Linked DNA regions of Mus musculus: region 1 is linked to region 2. A link is a contact called in public HiCAR-type data. All regions are on one chromosome and are shown on one strand. The core of a region is the stretch at or near the end of the contact, and the rest is flanking DNA. Distances in the headings are between cores, read along the strand shown.

Region 1 (6,865 bases), core at 3,140-5,639, 96 kb after region 2:
CAAGTGTCTGGATACAAAATTAACTCAAAAAAGTCATTAGCACTCCTTTATACAAATGATAAATGGGCCAAGAAAGAAATTAGGAAAACACCAGACTTTACAATTACCACAAATAACATAAAATATCTTGGTGTAACTCTAAGCATGAAAGTGAAATATCTATATGAAAAGAGCTACAAATCACTAAAGAAAGAAATTGAAGGAAAAAAAAGCAGAAGATGGAAAGATGCTCATGGATCAATAGGATATGAAAATGGCCATATTACCAAAGGCAATCTACAGCTGCAATACAATTCTCATCAAAATTCCAACACAATTATTTACAGACCTTGACAGAGCAATTCTCAACTTCATATGGAAAAACAAAAAGACCAGGAGAGCTAGAACAATCTTGACCAATAAAAGAACTTCTGGAGGTACCACCATCCCTGACCCCAAGTTGTACTAAAGAGCAATTGTAATAAAACTGCATGGTATTATTAGTATAGGAAAAGAGAGGTTGATCAATAGGACTGAATCAAAGACCCTGAAATAAACCTATACACCTACAGGCAGTTGATTTTTTGACAAAGAAACCAAAACCATACCATGGAAAAATGCAAGCATCATCAACAAATGGTGCTGGTCTAACTGGACGTCTGGATGCAGAAGAATACAAACAGATCCCTATCAATCACCAAGCACAAAACTCAATTCTAAGTGGAACAAAGACTTCAACATAAAACCAGATACACTAAATTTAATAGAAGGGAAAGTGAAGACTATCCTTGAAAGAATTGGTACAGGAGACAATGTCCAGAACAGAACACCAAAGGCTCAGGCTCTAAGATCAACAATTGGTAAATGAGACCTTATACAACTGAAAAGCTTCTGTAAGGCAAAGGAGACTACTAATAGTGCAAACAAAAACAAAGACAAAAACAAAACACAACCAGCAGCCTACAGATTGGGAAAGGATCTTTACCATCCCTAGATCTGACACAGGGCTAATATCCAATATATATATATATATATTTATTTATGTATGTGTGTGTGTGTGTGTGTGTGTGTATAAAGAACTCAAGAAGTTAGACACTAAGAATCAAAATTACCAAATTTTAAAAATGGGGTATAAAGTTAAACAGAGAATTTTCAACAGAAGAATTTTGAATGGTTGAGAAATGCATAAAGAAAGGTTCAAGGTCCTCATTGGGAAAATGAAAATCAAAATGATGCTGTGATTACATCTTTCACCAGTCAGAAATGCAGAGAAAGAGGAACACTCCTCCATTACTAGTGGGAGTGCAAATTTGTATAACCACTGTGGAAACCAATTTTTAATGTTATTTAAAATTGAAAATAGATTGTCTTCTCATATAATACAACCTGACCACAGTTTCCTCTTCCTGGCTTCCTCTCAGTACTCCCTACCTTCCATCTCCTGCAGATCCACTACTTGTTCTCCATTTTCCTTCAGAAAAGAACAGACCTCCAAGAAACCACAGGCAAACACAACGGATCAAGATACAATAAGACAAAACCCTCTTATCAAGACTGGATGACAACTAGTCAGAACTTACCTTTCTTCCTTTTCATTAGAAGTTAAGAATGGAGAGCTATATCTGGACATGGATTACACAGTATTGAGAAAGAAAGACATTTGGAGCATAAGCATTCTGGGCAGCATGGTAGAAGCCAAAGAGAGGAGCAGCCACTTTTCCAGGATGCCCAGCCTACACACATGGGCATGCTCTAAGTACTGTTCACATGACAGAGGGAAAACATAGTGGCAGGGGCTCACAGCACTGCAGGAGTTATACCACAGAGCACCAGATGACACCGCAAAAAGAAAATCTGAAAACGGGAAACTTCCTAACGCTACTTGCCAAGCGTCAGGATTCTTTCTGAGTTCCCAAAAAACTCTGTCTTCCTAAATTGTTTGTTTTAAAACATAATGGATATATATTTGTGACAAAAATTAACATTTTTTGAAACATTGTATTCGTATTCTGCCCACTGCTCAATAGTTCTTGTTGTAAATTATTTAATTTTTTCACAGAACAATTTCTATGCAGTTGTGTTTGCTCCCAGGGATTCTGTACAAGTAGCACAAACTGGATGGCTTAAACAACAAAAAATATTACAGGCATGGAGTCTGAAACTCCACACAAAGTGTTGCAGGGCCAATTTCCCTAGAAGGGCACCAAGAAGCTCTTTTCAGGCCTCTTCCTGACATCTAACAGACTTTCATGCACGTGCAATGTTCACAGGGGGATCTGATGAAAGGAGCTTGGTTTATCATGATTTGTATAAGTGAGTAAATTAAAATTTCATTAATATGAGAATTTCTTATTGGTAATAGCATGCTATATTCTTTTGATGCTATGCACAAGTGGAAAAAAAATGTAGTAGAAGGGTACATGCTCAGTAGAGAGTCCCTGTTTTCAGACTTGACTTGAGGCAATGTGGAAAGCAGAGAACATCATCAGAAGGAAAGCCAACTTTCTTCACCATTTCATTTTCTGTGCCAAGCGTTCTCTAGAATTAGAGCACTTGAGTTTACTGAGTGTTTAATATCACAGAACACTGTTATTATTATTATTTTATTAGTTGACTATGTTTTAAAATAAATTGTCACTATTCTAAATTCAGAACTAGCTTCAGCTAATATCTAGGCACGAATAAGTTGCGCCAGTTCAAGCATAAGCCGTATTTTATTTTCTGTCACATGTACAGTTTTCTTGTTCAGTCTTATTCTACAACTTCTATTAATATATTTTCCATGAAAATTATATTGAAAAGATTCCATGAAAAAGTAATGGTTGTTATTGAATTTGAAAATTCAAACCTAACTTTGCATATAAAATGATATATTCATATTCTTTTGTTTTTATTCTTCAAAAAGCTGTAAATAAACAATCTGCATACAGTAGAAGATAAATCCCATACAAGCTTATTTTATATATTTTTTTACCTTAAAAGCTAGTAGAAAATGATCATGCCAGACATGTAAGGCTCACAATGAGAAAGTGTCAGCATTTTCTATCATGAACATAGATTAAAGAAATACAATACAGCACTCCAAAATGAACAGCTTCAAGGGTTTTTTTTTTTCTGAAATATAGAAATGGCCCCCTTTTTCCAGCTCTGCCAAGATACTTTTATGTGTTAATTGATCCTATTCCTTTTAATGATAATTGGTTGAAAGATTGTAATAGTTATTGATTTAAGTACACTGGTTGAAAATGAATAACATATGTATCTTTTATTGTTAAGTATAAAACTCACCAGAAAGAATTATTTATTTTCCAATGTAGCTTGCCAGGTTTTCCAATTCCCATAACTCAATTCAATGAATGTCATTTTTTTTTAATTTTAGGGAAATATACTAAGATTATCTAATATGGTAAGACATCCACTGATTATACAAATAAGATTATGCGAGCAAACTCTTATATCCAAAAAGTAAACTTTTATAGCCAAAAAGGAAGATATAAGAAGATAATATATAATTTTTAGGTATTTCTCAATCTGTAAATATCAATGTACAGTAAACATAATTTAGGGATGCTTTTCAAAAGCTAACGTCACACAAAAGTTCAACAACTGAGAAGTCACTGCAAATAATTCACCTTGGTGGTTTTTGATGTTGTTTTCTTCGGTTTTGTTTGTTCTTTTTGACCAATCAGGTCATGATTACTGCTAAAAGGAGAATTACATATATTACTATATACCTTTTCTTCAGAAAACAAAATCCTAAGAATGGCCAACAAGATTAGCAAATAGGATAAAGAAGTATAAAATAGACATTTTGGTATGTTGGCATATAACCGCATACATTCCACATTTCGTTTGCCTTTTGTCATGGAGAAGATGGTGGTATTGACAACAAAAGAAACTTTGACTTTTCCTGTCATTTTATTATGTTTCTTAAAACCACAAACTTATCATCCACTCTTTGTGCTGTATGGCAGCAATGCTTGCATATTTTTCCTCACTTTGCAAATAGTTCGTAGTAAAAAGCACACATGAATAGGATAGACACGTTTATCAGTTATTTTACTTGTAATGCTGAAAGTACTCCACAAATGACTTTTACTGCACCACAAAAACTTTCCAGTTTTATATTTCACTTGGACTTGTATAGACCCAGGAAACATATCTCAGAGCAGGTTTCATGTGCAGGCTTCTGCACCCCATTGCTCTTGATTTATCCTATTAGCATCTCAGCAGCCACTCCTGGTCCTCTATGGTGAGGCTTTTGGTTAACTGCAGTTGGCCTTCCTGGCTATGCAGAGAGCATGGGGGAGAAATGGAGATGCTTTTGCCTTTCTGCACACCATGAATCATGTACCTTCCCTGGTGGGAGACTTCATAGCAAGCTGAGCTGTTTCATCAGAGCTATTACTAGAACAGAACAAGAAAAGACTGCTGGCAGAGCAGCGTGGAAACGGAATGAAACAAGGAGGATTACATCCATGCAGACGAATTGCCAAACACTTTAAGAAGCACCGCTCTCATCTGTACTCATGGGGATTTCACAAGAACTCGTCTTCCAGGTTTGAGGTATTTATCTAAAGCCTGGTATAAAGCCCTTCTTCTGAAGTGGAGGAGCTATGCCCGTCAGGAGAGATGCTTAGAAGTGGTTCCCAGTTTTTCCCAAACCAGACCTAAAATTATGTCTAGCTTAGATGTGCTGGGTGTTCTATATTCAGGTCACAGATGTGCTGGGCGTTCTATATTCAGGTCACATATGAATGCTTTTCTTTTATATTCTGACCAATAATATTATAACAAGTCTTCAGCCTTAGAAGCAGACTCCTGTAGGGGTCATGGACACGGGGTGCGATCGGAGAGAACCACCTTCTACTTTAGGTCGTAGGTGACTAATGGACTTTTAAGTAAGCGTTTCTAAAGTCAGCGTTCTTCAAATTCAGGGATGAATGGAATTATGTTGTTTTTTTTTAATTCCCTGTCACCTGAAATAACTTAGTTCAAAAAATTGTCCTAAAAATGACATTCACTTGAATTGTAAAGGGCTCCATCTTGCTGCAGGGAATCCCCAGCAGGGTGTATAGTAGTATTGTCCAATCTTCCTGGGTGATCTGATCTCAGGAAGTCTGGAGTAGCTGTGAGGAAAGGTGACTGGGTCGGTCAGGCATGGGGCATTAGCCCTGGACACTCTTCTAAGCAAGGAAATCTAAATAAACCATGAAATGCAAGCAAGAAATGAGGAAATAATATTCAAAGAAGAAATGGGTAGAATACTATGAAAATGTAAGTAACACGTATGACACATAAAAGAAACCATAATATATTCCTGAAAATAAAGTAATAAAATAGTCAACAACAGTATCATGGATATACAAATTAAATAAAAAGATGGTACCAAGCAGCAATTGATTATGTGAAAATACAGAGGATATGGGTACAATGGTCGAGGAGCAGCTCCTATTTTATGCCTTAGGTGACTACATTACATTAAGGACTAAAGGGGGGACTACAACAATTAGTGTGAAGTGAAAATAATAGTGTGAAAAATAGAACACTTAGCCTGGGTGTAGAAACAAATGCTTTTATTCTGAGCATTCAAGAAACAGAGGATAGACAGGTTTACATGGGGAGCTCTAGTACTTCCAGGATTACACAGTAAGACAGTTACTCTAAACTAAATAATAAATAAAAACAACACAATATGTTTAAAATGTAAATAGTAAAGGTGGGTTTATTTTCCCATCCCCAATATTCATTTATTGTAAAAATCCATCATCTTAGGAAATGGTCATGAGGAAGAAAATCTAAAACTGGTAATGTTAATAGGTAAATTAAGTTAGTATTACTCTTCAATAGACCTATTCATTTTTATGTTATGTGTATATATTTTGCATGCATGCTTCTTTGCACACTCAGGAAACTGGACAGGAAAATCCAATCAATTTAAATCTGTCACACATTAGAGCACTGAACGTCCATATGTAAAGGTGATATAACTTCACACTAAGCATCATATATTATCAAAATGAAACAGAAGAGCAAAGATAGTCACACAAGCGAAAGAACAAGAGCATATTAACCCCAGCCAAGCATGATAGCCATCGTGGTAGCACCGGGATGTCTGAGATGAGAGAATTACTATGAGGCAAACCTGTACCAAGGCTATTAGGCCAATCTGGGCTACAGTACCAAGATCAAAAGAAAGCATTATCTGGAGAGAACAAAATAATGATGGAATAAAATGTCAATATTATATCCCTGTGGGCAGGAATGGTGGGAAAAAAATGTAGCAAACATCTAAGTGGCTGGATTGTTCTTTAAGGCTAAGAAAATGCTTCTATAGCTAGAATGTTTCCCAGGCAACAAACTGTTCCTTTGGCCTTACATGAGAGTGTGCAAAGGAGTCAGGCATGCTTGTTGCTTGTTATCCACAAATCCTTTATATCTCGGCTTGGTCCCTGGTTTTCTGAGGCCTGCCTGTTTTCACATTTCCTCCCAGTTAGGTCCCCATGTGGGAATTTTCCCCAGTGAGACTTTAGACTATACCTGATCAGGTAATAGCTTCCTCATTAGAGTCAGCCATAGGCATACAGTAGAGAACTATTACTTAATCAAAAAGCAAAGTGAGCGCACAGATTTATGCTGGTTTCTCTTTCTCATTGTCACCACCAACCTAAATTCCTGTCCTTGCCTCTTTCCACGTACAGTCCTGTTTAAGTAAGAAAGACTTCCTTATTTACTCACTCACTCACTCACTCACTCACTTACTTGCGCTCAGGTGTCTCAATGACTTTCCCCACTCTCTAGGCTTGTGCATGAGGTTTAGGACGTGGGAGCTTGCTAGAGGAAGTGCAACTCTGTGGGTGAGTTTTAGTAATTCAAGGAATTACTT
Region 2 (7,241 bases), core at 3,617-6,116:
CCCTCTGGCCTCTCTCCTGTATCTCCAAGGCCGAGAGTGTCGCCCCTCGGGCCCCTGGTATCAGGGGCTTCCCCTTGTCCACTCCTGGTCAAGTGGGGTCCAGTGGCTTCACATAGCCAGATGTCCACCCAGAGCTGAGTGGAAAGTGTCTGGCAGTCCTCCCATGTCTGCCTGCCCAGAGCACAGGAACTTTGGTGGGATGTGGGCTCTCTCCCTCCTCCTCTTCCCCTACACTCCCTTCAGACCACAATATACCATATTTATCTTTTTGCGTCTACATCAGAGATGAGAGTAATAAGAATGTATTACATAACTGTATGGAATTTGTAATTTAATAAATGAAATTAATAAAAATAAAGAGTTCTTTACACTTAAAATCAAGTTAAAATAATGCAAAAATTTGTTACAGATGCAAACATGATTATTATCTTGATAAAATAAACATTTAATAAAATTTTATATCTATTAATAAATATTTGGTTAATTTTGGAAAAGTGGAGTAGTTGCTTAAAATTTAGGAAACAAGTTTTCTTATGCTTTCATCTTATAAATAGGAAATGTAAAAATGAACTTTTGGCCACTTTTCAATATAACTCACAAAGAATTATAAGCCAGTAATTAAAAGAGTACACATGCCCCCCCCCCAGACCAGGTCTACTCATTTAGTAGCCTAGCTATGAGCATTCTCTGAACTACTGCTCAGAAAACTCTTAGCTGCGATGCTAAATAACTGGGGGGTGTTGTTTTCATAGTGCTTGGTTTTACTGAGATGTAATTACAGCATTTCTCCCTTTTCTATCTTTCCCTCTAAACTCTCCCATATACCCCCATAGTGTGGGAAGCCACATATGCCATTACAAGGTGGCGCTGGCTACTGCTGGCCACCACGCATAAGTCTGAGTAAACAACCAATGTGTACATATGCAGTAAAGTTTTTCACCAAGTCACTGCCTGGCCCGGGCATGATAATGAGGCTCTGTGAGGTACTGAGAGAGAATAACCAATCAGATGAGAGACATGCAAATGAGTTATGATAATGAGGCTCAGTGAGGTACTGAGAGAGAATAACCAATCAGATGAGTAACATGCAAATGAGGTAGAATGCATAACCAATCCCGGTGTGAGACACACCTCTCCTAGGCCTATATAAGCAGCACCAGTTCTGGGTTCGGGGTCTTCTTGCCTACGCAGTAAATGCCCTCCCAATAAACGTGTTGCAGAAGGATCCTGTTGTGGTGTCTGCTTTGCTGGCAAGTAGGGCGCTCACACCATGGTCTCCATCAAATTCATGTCTCTTTTTTCACTAATTAATATTGCATGCATATAGGCATATGTACATGCAAATATATTCTTAAATATAACATGTTTCGTCTGGAATATATATATAAAAAAGAAATATTGAGGGCTCTGGGGATATAGCTCTGTGGTATAGTACTTACCTAGCATGGAGAAGGTATTAAATTAGAAAATTAGCATTGATATACATATACATACATATGTATACTGTATATGTATATGTACTGATACACATACCAGTACTTCAGTGAATTTATGACGTATAGGTGTGTGTATATAGTAAATGAAGGCAGGATAGCAAAGACACTTCTAGAAAATACAGAAAAACCTACTATAGAAAACAGTTACTTCCTACAGGGCTATAGGATAGCATTCAACCCAAGGAGAGAAAAATCTAGACCACCCATTTCTTTGCTCTCCCCTCTCATCCTGACAAGGCAGAAAGCCATGTAGTTCAATCTCATTTATGTTGATGTGGTCATTGCTCAATGGTCAAAAAATTGGTTGAGATGTCATATAGCTGGTGGGGACATACCAGTTGCACTGCCAGGGAAAACTTTCAGGAAAGCCTGTGACCAGCCAGAGAGACTCTCTTAGTAGGAGGCTCTGTGCTGTGGGATCGGAACAACTTCATAGAGGATCCAGAAGTGTCTGAACCACTCTAACACTGACAAAGCCTAACATTGTTGTTGGCGATTGTTTTAGTTCACTTTCTGTTGCTGTGATAGAGCACTGAGAAAAAAAAGCAACTTGGGGAGGAAAGAGTTGATTTTCTTTCTGCAATCCACCCCGGAGGAAATTTAGGGCAAGAACTCAAGACAGGAACCTCTAGGCATGGATCAAAATGTAGATAACAAAGGATAACTGCTTACTTTTTCCACATGGCTGGCTCAATTTGCTTTCTTAGTCTACCCAAGACCACCTGCCCATGGTGGTACTACTCCCAGTAGTAGGGATCACTTCACCCTTCAACATCAATTATTAATAATTTTTAAATGCCCTACAGACTTGTTGATAGGCATCTGGCAGAGGCAATTTTTTCAATTGCAGTTCTATTTCCCAAAAAAATATAAATGTGTGTCAAGTGGACAAAATAAAAAACTATGTAGGAGGAAGAGAGAGGTGTTTAGAGATTCTGATTCCAATAGCTGCATACAAGTCAATATAGGGTGGTCTAGGAGCAGACAGAGAGCTCTGTGGCTCTGCCAGCTTAAGAATGGTATGAGTGAGCCTCCTAGGGAAAGCAGCTGCTTCCCTGTTTTTCTTCTGTCCCACAAAAGGAACAGGCCTAAAACCATGGTCACACTATACTGAGTCCTACTATGACATGTGCTAAGTAATATGGGTTAGAGGGAGTAGCTCAAGACAGTGACTACATACAGGTGTGACGACAACCTGCAAGGGTCTGAATGCATAAAATTATTGTCACATTGGTTAGGTGCATAACTTTGTAAGACATAAAACAAATAAATCTCTGTCCAATCTATCTCTGTGCCTTCCTTTCCTCACCTGTAAAGTATATAAACTATATAATATAACCATAATACGTGATAAACAATTAGAATAACAGCGGACACATTGGAGGTAATTTGTAACTGCTGTTAAACAAATGCAAATTCTGTTCTTCACTGCCTCTATCACTTTCCACTTAGAATGGTGCTTTATAATCCTCAGCCTAACTTTTCATGAGACTGGCCTTTCAATGGAAATCTTGCTGGCTCAGGAGCATTCCTTAAGGCCAAGGACTGGGTAGTCCTCACCAGTCATAGCCAACTTTTCTCAAATGGAAAAAGGCACAAAGTCAAGCAAATTCATCCTTTGTAAAGATCTTCAGCTCTGACCTAATTTGCTGTCCTCTCCACGATGTGGGGGTGGGGCTGAAGAGGAAGAACCTACTGTTCAAAGCCAACAAACCTGTATGGGGCAGTCCCTTCCCTGCCTTGCCTGTCTGTCTTCTCAGTGCACCAGGCCCCACTAGTACTGTTACCCCTATTTAAAAGGAAACAACCAGAGAAAGGTGGAACAGCCTGCTAAACGTGGCACTCCTGAAAAGCCCCAGAGCCAGGATACACACCCCCTCTTTTCTGTCTGGGTCAGCTAAGCCTTTTGAACCGCCTTGCTTTCCTCCCACACTACATCCCAGACATCAAAGCTCTTAACTGCTGATAATTCCTTCCCATACTCTGATTTACAAAGATGAGTGGGTGAGTGGTTCCTTTTTTTTTTTTTCTTTTTGCCTGAAACATATTATTTCAAAGTTAAGCAAATGGAATGTAAGCTACGGAAACTCAAAAAGCACCACTCAGGGTTTGACTGGAGAAGTCAGCAGCCCTCAGCCCCCTGTGTCCTGCTTAGCTTTCCACCTGGCTCTAAATTTGGAGAAGGGGAAGGAGCTAGATGGGGGTACAGCGCTCCACCAAGAGCCTTCTTTTCTTTCCTGTAGCAGACTTGTTTGTCTGATTAACCTAAAACTTGACTCCTGTCCAGGTTACACTCACCATTTATATGTCTAGGCTCTTACTCCATTTATCTCCCTAACACCTACCCCACCGCCCCTCTCCACTCTTCAACTAGGGCAGGTGCCCTCCTCTATCCTGTCTCCACTCAATCCTCTTCAGTTTCTTCCAAGAGGACACATGGCCCTGCTCTGCAGATGTTATTTCACCTTATTCTTGCATCCAGGACGACCAGACTCCTTCCTCTAACTTTCCTCTATCGGAGGGGCACTTCTGAGAACTTTGCGAGGAATGAAAGACTGTAAAAAGTGGAGCGAGCCAATAGTGAAGTCTCTCCACGGGCTCCGCCTGCCAGGCCCTCTGCAGTTCCATGCTGGGACCCCGAACTCCAGCTTCCTTGTGGCAGGATGGAGCCCCAGAAGACTGTGCTGTAGATGGGCCACCAGGCTCGGCATCGGGTTCCCCGGATTTCTGCTTTGTCCAGTGTTGGGGTGTGGGCAAGTCGGGGCGTCCTGCAGGCTAGCAGCCCGGCTCACAGGGAAGCTGAAGACAGGTCCACCCAGGGATCCCGGCTCTCTTCACCGGCCTGCCCATGTCGGGCCTCCGCTCCCCTCCTTCCCGGCTCCCGCCTCCTCCCGCAGGCTGCAGGGCGGCCCGGGGCCTGCCTCTCCCAGCGCCTTCACTACCGGGTCAAGCCGCGGAGGGAGGGAGACGGCGGCGAAGCCCTCCCTGGCGCTCCACTCGGTGCGCGCGCCTCCTCCCTCGGCTCGCATCCCCCAACGCTCCCCCCTCCCCGCCGCCCGCTTGCATCCTGCCAGTACAGTACAACTAGTACACAGGCACACACGCGCACACGCGCACACACACGCGCTCCCTACCGCTGCCACTGCAGCTGCCATGGATATCGGCTAACAACACAGAGGCCGGCGAGCGCGCGCGCGCTCCCCACTCGCAGCACGCAGGAGTGGCCCCCGGCATCCCTACCCTCCTCCCCACCCCCACGCCACCCGCTCACCAGCTCGGCCACTGCTCGCGCTGGCTCGGCCGCCGCCACCGCCGCTAACGCCGCCAACGCCACCACAGCTTCCTCCGCTGCGGGGCCAAAGCCTTGAGTGTCATTCAAGGGACAGCACAACCTCACCCAAGCTCTCCTACCTCTGCCCAGCCGTCCCTCTCATCCTCCCCCTTCCTCCGCCACACTCCATCCAAAGAAGAGGGAAAGCGCGGAGCAGAGGGAGAGAAAGGCAAAGTCTGCCACCCTCTTCCCTTGGCCCCCTTGCTCCTCCATCCCGATTTTGACTCCCAGACCCTCCTTCCCAAAGGACCCTCTGGAACTGAGGCGACTCACCCTACTGCCATGTCCAAAAGCTTGAAAAAGAAAAGCCACTGGACTAGCAAAGTCCACGAGAGTGTCATTGGCAGGAACCCGGAGGGCCAGCTGGGCTTTGAACTGAAGGGGGGCGCGGAAAACGGACAGTTCCCCTACCTGGGGGAGGTGAAGCCGGGCAAGGTGGCCTATGAAAGCGGCAGCAAGTTGGTGTCCGAGGAGCTGCTGCTGGAGGTGAACGAGACCCCCGTGGCGGGGCTCACCATCAGGGACGTTCTGGCCGTGATCAAACACTGCAAGGACCCCCTCCGGCTCAAGTGTGTCAAGCAAGGTGAGCGCAGCTTGTTCGGTGCTCTGCCTGGCGGTGGGACCCCGGCGTGGGGATGGCATTAACAGGGTGGGCGCGGGTGTTGGATGGGTGTATGCTGCGCCACCGCGGGGTGGGGTCCAGAGAGCACGGTAACTGTGTTCGGAGCATTAGGGGGACCGGGACTGGGGGGCTGGCTGGCCGGCTAAGCCAGGTGGTACTGTAGCAGGCAACTTAGTTTGCCCAGTTGGACCCTCCCCTTTGGAAGATGCTTGGCCTTGTCTGACCTCCTCTGAGCTTTAGGCCAAATAGAATGTGCGCCAATGGCATGTCCACAGTGGACACAGAGCTTTCGGGGAAGGAGGAAAGCAAGGGAGGAGGAAGAAAGGAAGATGGAGCAACTTGAGGTGCAGAGCTGTCGCTAGAGAGAATGGGAGAAGCTCTGAATATTGGGGCAAGTGGAGACCCCTTGCAGGATATCCAAAACTAGTCTGGAGACACCTTGGTCCGTAGCGGTTCCCTAGGGATCACTGACGGGAGAGGAAGGAAAGGGACAAATTGGTTTGGACGCTTTGACCGGTAGTGTTCAGTAACTTTTTCCCTGCTTCACTCCTCGGTCTTTCTCCCCCGCCCATGGTCATGTCATGTGGGCACCGTGAGTCACGTGCAGACTGACTAACCCTAGAGATCGCCCCTGGCCAGCAGGCAGGAGGAGGGGCAGAGATTAAGAAGCGGGGAGCTGGGAGAGCTTTCTAATGTGGAAGGGGAGGCAGACTGCGGCATTACAAGGGTTCCCCTAAGTATTCTTCATTGACTGGAATTTTCTTATTGACTAGGATTTCTCTGTGGTTGGACTCTCCTCTAGCTCCAGACATGGGGGCGTGTTTGTGGCATAGAGGTGGATGGAGATGCAAGCTGGTCAACAGCCCAGGCTCCCTGTGTTCTAACTTGGCTTCTGTCAAGTCTCTTCTAGGCTGTGAAGTTAATTTAGAGAGATTGGAATCTTGCTGAAAAAATGTCTTTGCTTGAAATAAAATTGTGGTCCTGAGAGAAAACTTTCATTAGAAAAGACTTTATTGTACAAATGTAGCGTGCCTTTGTTTTCCTCTGGTGGTAATGCAGTTTCTTGGGTGGCACAGGTGGACAGGACAGATCTGTCTCAAACATACCAGCATGGTATGACAGTTTGTTATCTATTGTTATTTGTCTTGCGCCAGTGTTGAAATTCTGAGTATTACTGTATCAGAATTGCTCTTCATGCTGTGATCCATTATGAAGAAATACTATATAGAGCAGTTGTTTTTTTCAGAATAAAATTAACATGTAAAAAGAAAAGTTCCGAAGTAAACAAGAGAGAATAAAGGTTCATAAACTTCTCTAAAGCTAAGCTGTCAAGGAAGAAAACATCTTCAGTGGGATTTATTGAGTATCCATCGTATGTCATTTTAGATGATCTAATATAGACATGCAGTATTATATGACCCTGAAGAAGAGGGTTTACTATCCTAGCATTTTCCAAAGTGACATACTTTGAACTCAAATTCAGAAAATTGTGTTGCTACATTTTAGGTTACGATACTACATAATAGCAATAGATAACAAATGTGAAGTTCAAGGCTAGGGTTCAGTTTACTACAATTGACCAATACCGTTATTTGGTGGTAAAAAATATTGGTGTTTGCAAAGGAAAACAACTGCAAAAGTTAATGCTTTTAAAATATCTGTTTGTTTAGGGGTTGATGGTTTATGGATGGGTGAATGGATATGCCCACTGTGTGATATGGAAATCAGAAAACAGCCCTTGAAAATCATTTCTCCCCTACTGCTCTGTGGGTGAGAGAGGGAAATTAGGCTT

The links. HiCAR-type assays count read pairs that join an accessible place to other places.
Region 1: a contact with region 2 is called in a HiCAR-type map of PVALB interneurons, with 3 times the contacts expected there. The contact joins the enhancer-like site here to the promoter of Magi2 in region 2. A contact is called at or near these places in 3 of 484 Hi-C or Micro-C datasets (cerebral cortex, cortical glia and forebrain), 2 of 115 datasets of contacts at active chromatin or transcription factors (PVALB interneurons and neural progenitor cells) and 1 of 9 other capture datasets (adipose tissue).

The regions. Positions count from the first base shown.
Region 1 is chr5:19,318,327-19,325,191 of GRCm38.p6, forward strand. All of the region lies in intron 1 of Magi2 (membrane associated guanylate kinase, WW and PDZ domain containing 2), which reads left to right. Among named protein-coding and RNA genes, the nearest start is that of Magi2, 95 kb to the left of the region's middle. Within about 2 kb of position 4,390, at least 9 of the 459 cell types and tissues checked have an H3K27ac peak or open chromatin away from gene starts, as enhancers often do. A contact at or near this core is called in PVALB interneurons, where this site is marked.
Region 2 is chr5:19,222,180-19,229,420 of GRCm38.p6, forward strand. It overlaps Magi2 (membrane associated guanylate kinase, WW and PDZ domain containing 2), which reads left to right and starts at 4,867. Exons shown (of 23, transcript NM_001170746.1): 1 at 4,867-5,410. The coding sequence starts at 5,110. It overlaps 4921504A21Rik (RIKEN cDNA 4921504A21 gene), which reads right to left and starts at 4,376. Exons shown (of 3, transcript NR_102342.1): 1 at 3,962-4,376.